Regions from separate parts of the Bombyx mori genome. Here region 2 is linked to region 1. Evidence: chromatin contacts called from public Hi-C data. All regions are on one chromosome and are shown on one strand. Each heading gives the region's core, a stretch centred on a gene start, on an enhancer-like site or on the middle of the called end of the contact. The rest is flanking DNA. Distances are from core to core; before and after follow the strand shown.

What was found. Hi-C and Micro-C count contacts between places; a contact is called where the count stands out from the background.
Region 2: a Hi-C map of posterior silk gland shows a contact between it and region 1, with 1.9 times the contacts expected there. The contact joins two enhancer-like sites. A contact is called at or near these places in 4 of 7 Hi-C or Micro-C datasets (midgut, posterior silk gland and whole pupa).

What each region holds. Positions count from the first base shown.
Region 1 is chr25:9,000,857-9,006,263 of ASM3026992v2, reverse strand. The region is part of intron 4 of Brf (TFIIB-related factor); the gene reads right to left. It also overlaps a transcript of LOC692861 not described here. Among protein-coding and RNA genes, the nearest start is that of LOC692861, 5.8 kb to the right of the region's middle. Within about 2 kb of position 3,488, at least 1 of the 8 cell types and tissues checked has open chromatin away from gene starts, as enhancers often do.
Region 2 is chr25:9,047,397-9,053,156 of ASM3026992v2, reverse strand. No RefSeq gene overlaps it. Among protein-coding and RNA genes, the nearest start is that of LOC101743010, 3.4 kb to the left of the region's middle. Within about 2 kb of position 4,441, at least 7 of the 8 cell types and tissues checked have open chromatin away from gene starts, as enhancers often do.

The sequences.
Region 1 (5,407 bases), core at 2,239-4,738:
TTGTTATTACAGATACGTAACCGCACGATTAGATAATAGACACGCAACGGAACCTGTCATGCGCCATTGCGTTGCATCGAAACTGGTTCTTAAAAATTGTCATTTCATGTACCTAATCATGTCGCCCTGATTGCTCTCGTTCTGTGTATAAACAATGACATCGTTTACTCCCCGCTCCGTCTCGCGCGAGAGGCAGTGTGCTTAGTGCGAGTTTTTTAACGGCCTCGATAACGTAAAAGTTAATCCAACTTTGTATGCAGTTGGAACAGCGCCCTTAGCCGCAAACGTAGGCAAACGATCCCATTCCCAATTTTTCTAATGAAATACGTACCCAATTTTTCTAATGAAATACGTACTTAACAAATGTTCACGATTAACTTTCACGGTAAAGGAACAACATCGTGTAATAAAAATCAAACCCGCAAAATTATAATTTGCGTTATTACTGGTGGTAGGACCTCTTGTGAGTCCGCACGGGTAGGTACCACAGCCCCATCTATTTCTGCCGTGAAGCAGTAATGCGTTTCGGTTTGAAGGGTGAGGCAGCCGTTGTAACTTTACTGAGACCTTAGGCCTTATATCTCAAGGTGGGTGGCGCATTTCGCAGATGTCTTTGGGCTCCCGTAACCATTTAACACCAGGTGGGCTGTGACTGTGGCTCGTCCACACATGTAAGCAATATAAAAAAAAATCCGTACAAAGATGAGTTAACTTTTACGCTATCGAGAACGTTAAAAAACTCGCACTGAGCACACAGGTGTCCCTTATGGCTTACGGGTAACCTTGCGCAAGAGCCGGCCGGAGAACGTGCAGCGCCGATAGCGAGAACGGACGCAATCGTTCGACGGAACAGTCGCGGCCGTTTTGAATAACAAAAACAACAAAAACAAAACATAGTGAAGTGACCTGTGATTTGTGTTATCTTTAATTAGACAAATGAAATGTATCTCGAAGGGCGTACGACCCGAAGAATCAAATGAAGGGAAGGCCTGATTGTGTTCCTAGTAAATTGCCTGTGGTACTAGGAAAGATTTTACTTCACTGGCTCTTCACGAAGGCTGATGTAGTGTTCTTTATTTACCGGTTAGTTTTGTTTCTCTATATCTAATCTTTTACGTATTGCTGGTGAACCGGAGGCCTTGAGCAGATGACAGTAAAGTAATATCGCTATTATACGCTTCGAAAGGATTAATCCAACATCGTTTCCTTATAGTGCTGTGCCGTTGACCGCATCAATTCAATTTGTGGAAATAAAATAATTAATATCCACAGCGCGGATTTAATAAAATATTATGTTCATTTATATTAAATGTATGTTCACTATAGACTCCAAAACGTTGGGAACGATATCGATTAAATTTTCAAACAATCTTCAGCGGATGATCCTGTTAAGTTTAATGATGATCGAATCAAAGTCAAATCATATATTGTCCAGAAGAACGGGCCGGGTTATAGTAGTTAAACATAATCGTCATATACAGTGCTAGCATACTGAATAAACAAATGACGATCAGTAGGTACCTACTTCCTTAAATGTAAGGATACTAAAACACGATTCGATCGCCTTGTTATTCTCGTGACCTTGCTCACAGTAAGACGTGGTCCGGGCTTAATGGTTTTAAGAACCACTTTTGGATGGTAATAGGTAAAGTAGATAACACTACTCGTGCAATTTCTAATTTTTTTTTGTAATTTTTTTTTCCTACCTAATCTGATAGCCTTGAGAGACTATATCAGCGTAACCTTTACTAGTAGGTGAGCTCACGGGGCTCAAACCTGACGACGTTGCTAACACGAACCCTAGCAAAAGCCGTGCTTCGCAGAATCTACCACCGGATCGTAAACGCGACCCACTGAGATTCGGCGAGAAACTCTGTGGGCTGTGTCTGAGGGTTAATTTACTCGTCGAGCCCTTCGTCGCGAGCGACGGGTTCGACGAGAACGATGACCGGTGCTTGAGGTACCTAAAAGCACCGTTAGTGGATCGGGAGGATCCGAAATGAGGTGTTTGGGGCGACGTCGACTGCTTTCCATTCTGTCCGCAGGATCGGGAATACAATTTCTAAGCGCGCCACCCATAAACATAAATCTATCTTTCTGTTCAAACGATTCAATTAAAACAGTATTGTACGAAACATAACCTTCCCCGCGACCATGTATTTTGTACATAAACTTATCTTTTTATACATTCAAAAGTATCTATGGCGGTTAGCAGCTAAAAGGTGTCAGAAGTGACCTCTAGCTCCAATAAAATAAAGTATGATTTCGTGAGAAGGCTGAATCTGAGAAGTCTGTGAAGGCGCAAATATATTTTTAGAATCAAACAAACGTGTTTTTGAAAATCACATTTTTTTTTACTTTGGTAACGTACGTCTTTTATTTGATCATTCACGATGATATTTATACAGTTTTATTGAAACCAATTACGCGCCAATTAGATTTCGTTGTGGGTACAACGCCAGAACCTACCACGAAGTACGAACCACAACAGTACAAAGGTTTAACACAATCAAATAAACGACGAACGGACGCATGAACCACGTACGTACAAAGCACACATTTTACATTCTTATATTAATCAAGAAGATAATATATTTTTTCCTGCCTATGCTGATAGCATTAAGAGGCTATTTCAGCTTCGCCCTAACATGTAGGTGAGCTCACGGGGCTCTAACCGCAGTGTTGCTAGCACTGACCCTAGCTAGAGCAGTGCTTCGCAGAATTTACCACCGGATCGGAAACGCGACCCACTGAGAGGATCCGGCGAGAAACTCAGTAGGTTGTGTGGGTTAATTCGCTCGTCGAGCCCTTCGTCGCAAGCGACGGGTTCGACAAGAACGGTGACCGGTGCTTGTGGTACCTAAAAACACCGTTAATGGATCGAGAGGATCCGTAATGACGTGAAAAGAGTACCGCTATCACGCGTGCTCAAGCTTTTTATTTATCACTAGCGACCCGCCGTCGCTTCGCTTCGGAAACTGTAATTTATTATTGATTTCTCCACTATTTAATGGATGTTATTATACATATAAACCTTCCTCTTCAATCGCTCTAAACTGCATCAAAGTCCGTTGCGTAGTTTTAAAGATTTAAGCATACATAGGGATATAGGGACAGAGAAAGCGACTTTGTTTTATACTATGTAGTGATATCGGCACATCTGCAGAGCTAAAAGAAGACCGTTATAATTACCGTTATAATTCTCTGTATCTTCGACTACTCACCAAAGTATATTGTTCTTTATAATAATGTACATTTTTTTTCTATATTAGTGTAGAACTCCGTATGCCGCCCGGTGCTACGAGTATAATATATGTATACAATATATATGTTTTTGTTCCCTTTGAAGACATGTTAATGTATGGCCCATTTGCTGATGTTTGCTCATTGTCGCTCGACAAAATTGAGTTCCGAAAAATCTTTTCGAACGTCTTTTGTGGTAGAACAATTGTAGTGCTTGGGCGTGAGGATCTATTCCACTGTGAGTACGCGCCGTGGTTCCAGGAAGCACAGATGAGGTCTGGCTCGGTGACTAGAGGTGCCGTAAGGTATTGATGATGAGGATCATTTCAGATAAATCCTCCGAAACCACGCCATGGAACAGGTACAAAACAACGAAAACCAAAGTGACTTTGTATAGGTTCAAAGGATTTGTGAGATTAGGATTATCACCGATGATGTACGCGTACCGAAAACAGCATCTGAACCGATTTTGACGAAACGTTTTGTGTTGTATTTATAAATACTTTATCTGCCCAGAAAGACGAAGCCCAGAGATAAGACCAAATACAATGAGCTCCCGCTTCGTATTAATAATTCCGCATTTGAATACCGAGCCGCGTTTACAGACCAACTGGTATTTAATGTTTAACGGAACACAGGTGCAAGAATGTTGGTATCCCCACTTAAAATGTAAGGTTGTGTGCGCATTATTTTTATTATAACACCGCTTCTATTATTCGAAATGAAGTGCATAAATACTAAAGGCAGTACATAATTATTCCAACGATAATTATTCCAGTCAATATTTATTCCAACGCGGTCTCACAATACGTCATGCCACTATGCGAGTTAAAATATTATATATTAACGTGAGGTAATTTTAATAGGTAACATCTGACAATTCGTCAAAATTCAACAACGTAACCTTGTAACAGCGGGGATAAATTAATAATATATTTTTTTCTAACTAACTATAATATAAAAATAAATAAAAAATAACTAAATATATAAATCATTGATGTTATGTACAATTTAGGTGGGTTGTTGCTATTTAGTATATATGGTATTATTAAGATTCAATAAAAAAAATCCAAAAAATACGCGATCTATTCTAATACACATAGTAGATATGAATATTAAAGAATTCAATACATTAATTCTGCACTTTCTATTTGTATTAAAACAGTTACATAACAAGGTTTTTACGTTCTGCATACTAACTATTAGCTCACATTAATTAAACGTGGGTTTCCAGGATTGGTTAGTGATTCAGTTTTTTTTGCGAATATATATAGACGAACTAAAGACCTACCCGATATTTAGTGTTTACTGGAGCTTAAAGATATGTCAACGTACATACCGCCACGTATCTTGCGACAAGAGACCTATGTCTAAATTATATAGTAATTACGCAAATTATAATTTCTAGGGATTAATTACGATATTACAATAATTATCGACATAGTCACTCGATACGAACACACTGGGAGTATTATCCATTATTTAAACTTATTAGTATGCATATGTAGTGCGCGCCACGGTACTGGTATTCCACGCTGATAAACGTCATACAACTAGAAGAAAACTTAATTGAGACCGCTACAATATTCGTAAAATTATTATTATTATTATTAATAATTTTCCTACCTAAGCTGATAGCCTTAGGGGCTATTTCAGCGTAACCCTAACGTTTGTAGGTGAGCTCACGGGGCTCAAACCTGATGACGTTGCTAACACGAACCCTAGCAAGAGCCGTGCTTCGCAGAATCTACCACCGGATCGGAAACGCGACCCACTGAGAAGATCCGGCGAGAAACTCAGTGGGCTGTGTCTGATAGTTAATTTACTCGTCGAGCCCTTCTTCGCAAGCGACGGGTTCGACGAGAACGGTGACCGGTGCTTGAAGTACCTAAAAGCACCGTTAGTGGATCGGGAGGATCCGAGATGACGTGTTTTGGGCGACGTCGACTGCTTTCCATTCTGTCCGCAGGATCGGTAATGTAGTTACCGGCGGCGTAAAATTATAATAATCCGATAAACGAAGCGCGAACGCTTAAACATGAACAAGAACAGGAATCTTAGGATTTTAATATTAAATATACCTATATTTTTACATTTTTAATATACAACAGTTCTAAACCGAGTTCAATGAATTTTTTTATTTTTTTATTGCTTAGGTGTGTGG
Region 2 (5,760 bases), core at 3,192-5,691, 46 kb before region 1:
CTCAGTATAGTTACAACGGCTACCCCACCCTTCGAACCGAAACGCATTACTGCTTCACGGCGGAAATAGGCGGGGTGGTGATATCTACCCGTGCGGACTCCCAAGAGGTCCTACCACCAGTGATTACGCAAATTATAATTTTGCGGGTTTGGTTTTTATTACACGATGCTATTCCTTCACCGTGGAAGTCAATCGTGAACATTTGTTGAGTACGTATTTCATTAGAAAAATTGGTACCGCCTGCGGGATCCTTTAGGCCACGACGATTTCAAAATTCATTTTTATATATATAGATAGATTAGAAATGGCCAAAACCATGTCTGTGGTACAAAAAGTGTAATGAAAGACAAGGAAATGTAAGAAAACTGATTGAAATAAAATGGATTTTCATGAGGCAAGACAAGAGGAAACTGTAAATGTCAGATGAGATAAATCCAACAATTTTGTTGCATGTTTTGTGCACGTCCATAGACACGAAATAATTTATCATTCAGAAATTTAGAAGATCACACCAAATAAAACAACAAATTGAAAAAAAAAGATACTTTACTTTTTTTGGTGATCACAAAAAACAAATGTTCGAGTTTCAACCTTTGAAAAGGGCAAATACATTTGTTGTGAACGGTTTGATTTAAATTCAAATAATAGAACACCCTCTTTGTTGATCCTATTTTTATTGGCTAAGATTTAAGACAGACATACAAGCTATCAGATTAGTTTGTTATTAGCGGATACCGAATCTCATAGATAATAAATCCAGTATGAATGCTATCCCTATTGAAACATAAGATTTAAGGGTCAACTGGATTGTAATACAATTGCGCTACTCTTGAGACTACTCTTCAAATATACACACACATTTGCGTCACAATCACGTTAGAAATTAGTATGAAGATGGTATCAACCCGTGTCGGCTGGCAACATTTTCTAGAATTAGTATAACTGGTAGAGACTTTTTGGCGGGAACGCGAGGAGTGAAGTTGTGTGATTTGTTTTATTTTGTCTAATTAGTGTTTCTTCACGTTTAAATTTGTAATAACGGTAGTTTATTAACTATTTGATATCTGTGAAAGTGCACAAATGTGGGAAAATGAAACAGTCGCTGAACGTAACTTCTCGGGATCTTCCAAAAAGTCCACTGAAAAAATCTCAGTAAATGACCACCATTTTACTTCATCCCATATCATCTCATTTCATTTCATTTCGTTTTCATTTCATTTCATGCCATGTTTCATAATAATCAACTTCATTTCATTTCATAATATCATTTTTCATATAAAAAAGATCATTAAAATTAAAATAAGACTTGACCTAAAGGTCTTAGTTACCAGGTCATAAAATCCCTTTAATAAAAGTATACCTGGTAATATGTACCTACTTAGAATTATAAACTTTTGAAACTCTAGAACATAGATTTATACACTTACTCTAGAATTTAATACTAAACATTACAGAAAGGTGTTATGGATTTTTTTACAAATTGTACGCAGCTTTCGTTGTGGTTAGGCCAACATAAAGTAAAACAAAATAACACCAGAACAGAGAGAAAAATATTTTAAAAGCATTAAAATAGTGCATGCATTACATACCTACTGGTTTGTGTTCTACAAATGTTGTTTCTTTCAGCTTGTGATAGAACAATATTTCCTGAAACCTGAGGAAATCGAACTTGCAGTTGATTTGTACTTCTGGGCCTGTTGTACTGCTAAATAATTAGCCCAGACGTGCTCGTGCCCTAGCTTTCACTATCACTTTTTAACTCGGATATTAGAAAATTTATCTATTAGACTTTTGAAAAACTATCAGATCCAATTTTTTTTTCATTCGTTCTAAAAGGCTTTGGAATGATTCCGGTCACCGTCCTCGTCGAACCCGTCACTTGCGACGAAGGGCTCGACGAGCGAATTAACCCATAGACACACAGCCGGCTGAGTTTCTCGCCGGATCAGCTCAGTGGGTCACGTGTCCGATCCGGTGGTAGATTCTGCGAAGCAAACTGCTCTTGCTAGGGTCAGTGTTAGAAACACTCCGGTTTGAGCCCTGTGAACTCACCTACACACGTTAGGGTGCAGCTGAAATAGCCTCTCAAGGCTATCAGCATAGGCAGGAAAAACAAAAAAATATATGGAATGACTAATTTTCCTTTAAACAAAATGGCACCCTCGGAGCTATGGAATGTTCTCCAAATGTACTTATTTAATCGAATTTTAAAGCATGAATTTAACGGTAAACAGAGTCGTCGTAGCCTAAAGGTTAAGACGTCCGGTGCATTCATATGCAGAGATGCACTGGTGTTCGAATCCCGCCGGCAGGTACCAATTTTTCCAATTAAATCCGTACTTAACTTATGTTCACGATTGACTTCGACGGTGAAGGAATAACATCGTGTAATAAAAATCAAACCCGCAAAATTATAATTACTGGTGGTAAAACGTCTTGTCCGCACGGGTAGGTAGGTACCACCACTCTGAATATTTCTAACGTGAAGCAGTAATGCGTTTCGGTTGTGAAGGTTGTGGCAGCCGTTGTACTGTTAAAAGTGAGACTTTACAACTCAAGGCAGCGTTGCCAACTCGATATTCGTCAAGGTGGGAAATAGGGTTCTACAAGTTGGTAGTTTCCAACAAACCCTACTATGAAAAATTGGTAGATCTATCACCCATACTTTGAGACCCTCCAATAAGAATCTGGCATCCTTCATTTACTTTTCGATTGGATAAGACATCTTGGAACTATTTTTATTAGAAATCCAATGATAAAACAGAATTAGAGGCCGCTAATATTCAAAATATCAATAGAAAATAGTGATAATTGTAAATATTACGAAAAAAAAAAATAGTTTCAATATTTTTTTCATGGAGGTTTGATTTGAACTTTTTGAAAACTTCAAAAGTTGGTAGATTTTTGCTACAAAGTGTTATGTTTGATTACGACACTAAAAGTTGGTAGATTTACCGAAAAGTTGGTAGAGTTGGCAGCACTGACTCAAGGTCTCAAGGTGGGTGGCGGCATTTACGTTGTAGATGTCTATGGGCTTCGGTAAACACTTAACATCAGGTGGACCGTGAGCTCGTCCAACCATCTAAACAATAAAAAAAAGATGTTTTGCCAATGTCCATTGGCAGTGACCACATAGCATTAGGTGAGCTGCCACTCGCCATTCGTGCTTGTTTGTTGACTAAAGTAGTAGAAAATTCTTTGATTAATAATATTTAAGATTTAATTTACACCAAGACAAATAAAGATGGAGAATTACAAAAAAAAAAACTTATTATTGTTTATACTAAATTAATTACTTACCCACTGAATCTGATTCTTGAAACAAGTTTCATAAAAAAACTCAAACAGTACACTACTTTGAATTCACTTTTAAAGCGATTAATAATATTAAGTGATTGTTCAGTCTTGAAAATTTTCATGGTATTGGCGAAGTATTTTCTTGTTTTAATTTCTTGGAATTTACAAATTTGCCCCATTTTAATTTCTTTTAAATAATATATATAATACTCTATTTGTCATTATTAATATTTATCACTAAATGACTAGATTAAATCTTTTTATTCAAGTTAAATAGCTCCCGGGCGAAGCATGGCGGTTTTTGTTTGGTTTAAGAGTTTAGTTTCGTTTTTGTAGGTCTTGGGTTTAGATAGGTGTACATTTGTAGGAGCATCGATTACGCATTGTTATCGATTAATGTTATGCATTTATATTGATATTCGCTTATTTCAGTAACATCTCTCTGTTAAAATTATAAATTATCTTATGAACTGCTTATTCATATAATGGTTTACAGAGATAAAAATCTTTATAGAACACAAAGAGAAAGCAACTGCCTTGAATGATCACTACGCGAACCCAACCACCTCGAATTCTAGTTGCTACTTATCAACTTTACTTAGTTGTAGTAATCTCAATTCTCAATCTCAATTCTTTAAAAAATCGGACACAATGTATAGTTTATCAAAATTTGAATTTGAATTGACATTAAATCAATATATCGATAATCGTAATTATCGAATCGGTGAAAATATCGATTCAGTTTGTGATGTTTTCCTCACTATCGCTCGAGCAGTAATTACGTACAAGGTAAAAGGTAAAGGAACACTGCAAAACGCAGTCCTGTTCGAACGTGTCCGGTCTCGACTATCTAAGCTTCTCAATACACTAAGTTCACTGCACTTTAGTATTAGTGAGTGTACTAAATTCGTACGTAGCCATGTTCTGTGGCGCATTTTGTACTTTTAAGATTTTTAGAATGGTTAATACAAGCTGATCATTGATTACTAAGGCAGTAGACATTTTTGTGGCCTTCGAAAAGAGGAGACGGCGATAAGTCTTTTTATTTTCCCCTGGTATTCGCTGGTAGCCTATGAGTCTATCCTATCTACTTACGGACCGATAGGTAAGCTCACGGGCTCAATTTGAAAAAGCTGCTAACGCTGGTCAGTAACAAGCGCAGCGCTTCGCAGTTTATCACCGGATCGGAATCTCAACTCACTGAGAGAATCCGGCGAGAAACTCATATGCTAGGTTGCACGTCAAACTTTGAAAGGCAGTCGGTGCTTTGAGAGCGTAAAGCACCGAGAGACCATAATGCCACGGACAAAAATAAGCCGCATTCTTCTGTAGGCGGCAAATTGGTTACAAATTTGAGTCTAAACGCCTATTAAACTATTTTAGCAAACACACGTACGCGCAATAATCGCCATGAAAGGCGCTGGTGTCTAACACATTTCGAGGCAGAGAGTAAGTAGATGACTCCTAATACCGATTGAAGCGGTTAGCCCCAGATACTGTCGAAGATCAGTGAAGCAGTGAGTAAAGATATACATGACACACATGACATATTAACTTCAAATTAATCTAAAAAGATAAGTTTATCAAGGCCGTTTTCCAATTAACCATTACTTAATGGTAGTTTTCCAATTACAGAGCATAATGCGACTCAGTGACGCACAATGCCGAATTACGCTGAAGCTTAGTTGAGCATTATGCCGCATAATGCGCTCTTGTGCTGTAATTGGAAAACGGCCCAATATTAGTTTAGTATAGGTGCGCTGAAGCCGCCTGTGGTATGTGAGCGGCAGGGCCGGGGAGGTAGACAAACGTCAAGCTAACTCAGTCTGCCGTCGACCTTAAGTGTATAATCTAAGAGTCGACCACCGCGACGGTTAGACGATTAAGTTGTTCTCACCAGTTTATTCCAAACATACACGAGATAAAATATCCCAAGATGGGTCCACCACACCACAATTACACGACTAGTGAAAAATTTAATTTACAATGTGCACAGTTTTTTCTCAGACGAAAGGGTGACAAGACAAAGAAAGTATTGAACACAAATATGATAATATATGAACATAAATAAATTAGTAAGTAGCAGAGGCTACAGGAGTGTCAGCTCGCAGCGTAATGAGAATTGTAGCTGAAGGAAATTCGAATCGGCAAACATCGGAAAAACCAAAATTTATTTAGTAAACAAATAAAAAAAACATTGAGACCGGATTTTAATATTAATTAAACACCATATTTGCATAGTACCATAGTTATGACAGGCTTAAATGCCGCCACACCTTGTGATGTCAGATCGTCAACTCAATTGAATTGTATAATCATCCTTAAAATCTTAACAAATGAGGGCTTCGCGACTGAAATAGGCAGGACGATAGTAGCTACTAGTGCGCATCCTATCCTGCAACAAGCAAAAGCCAGCTCCTTTGAGGACTAAATATTAAAAAGGGTCTGAGCTCGTTCTTCAAT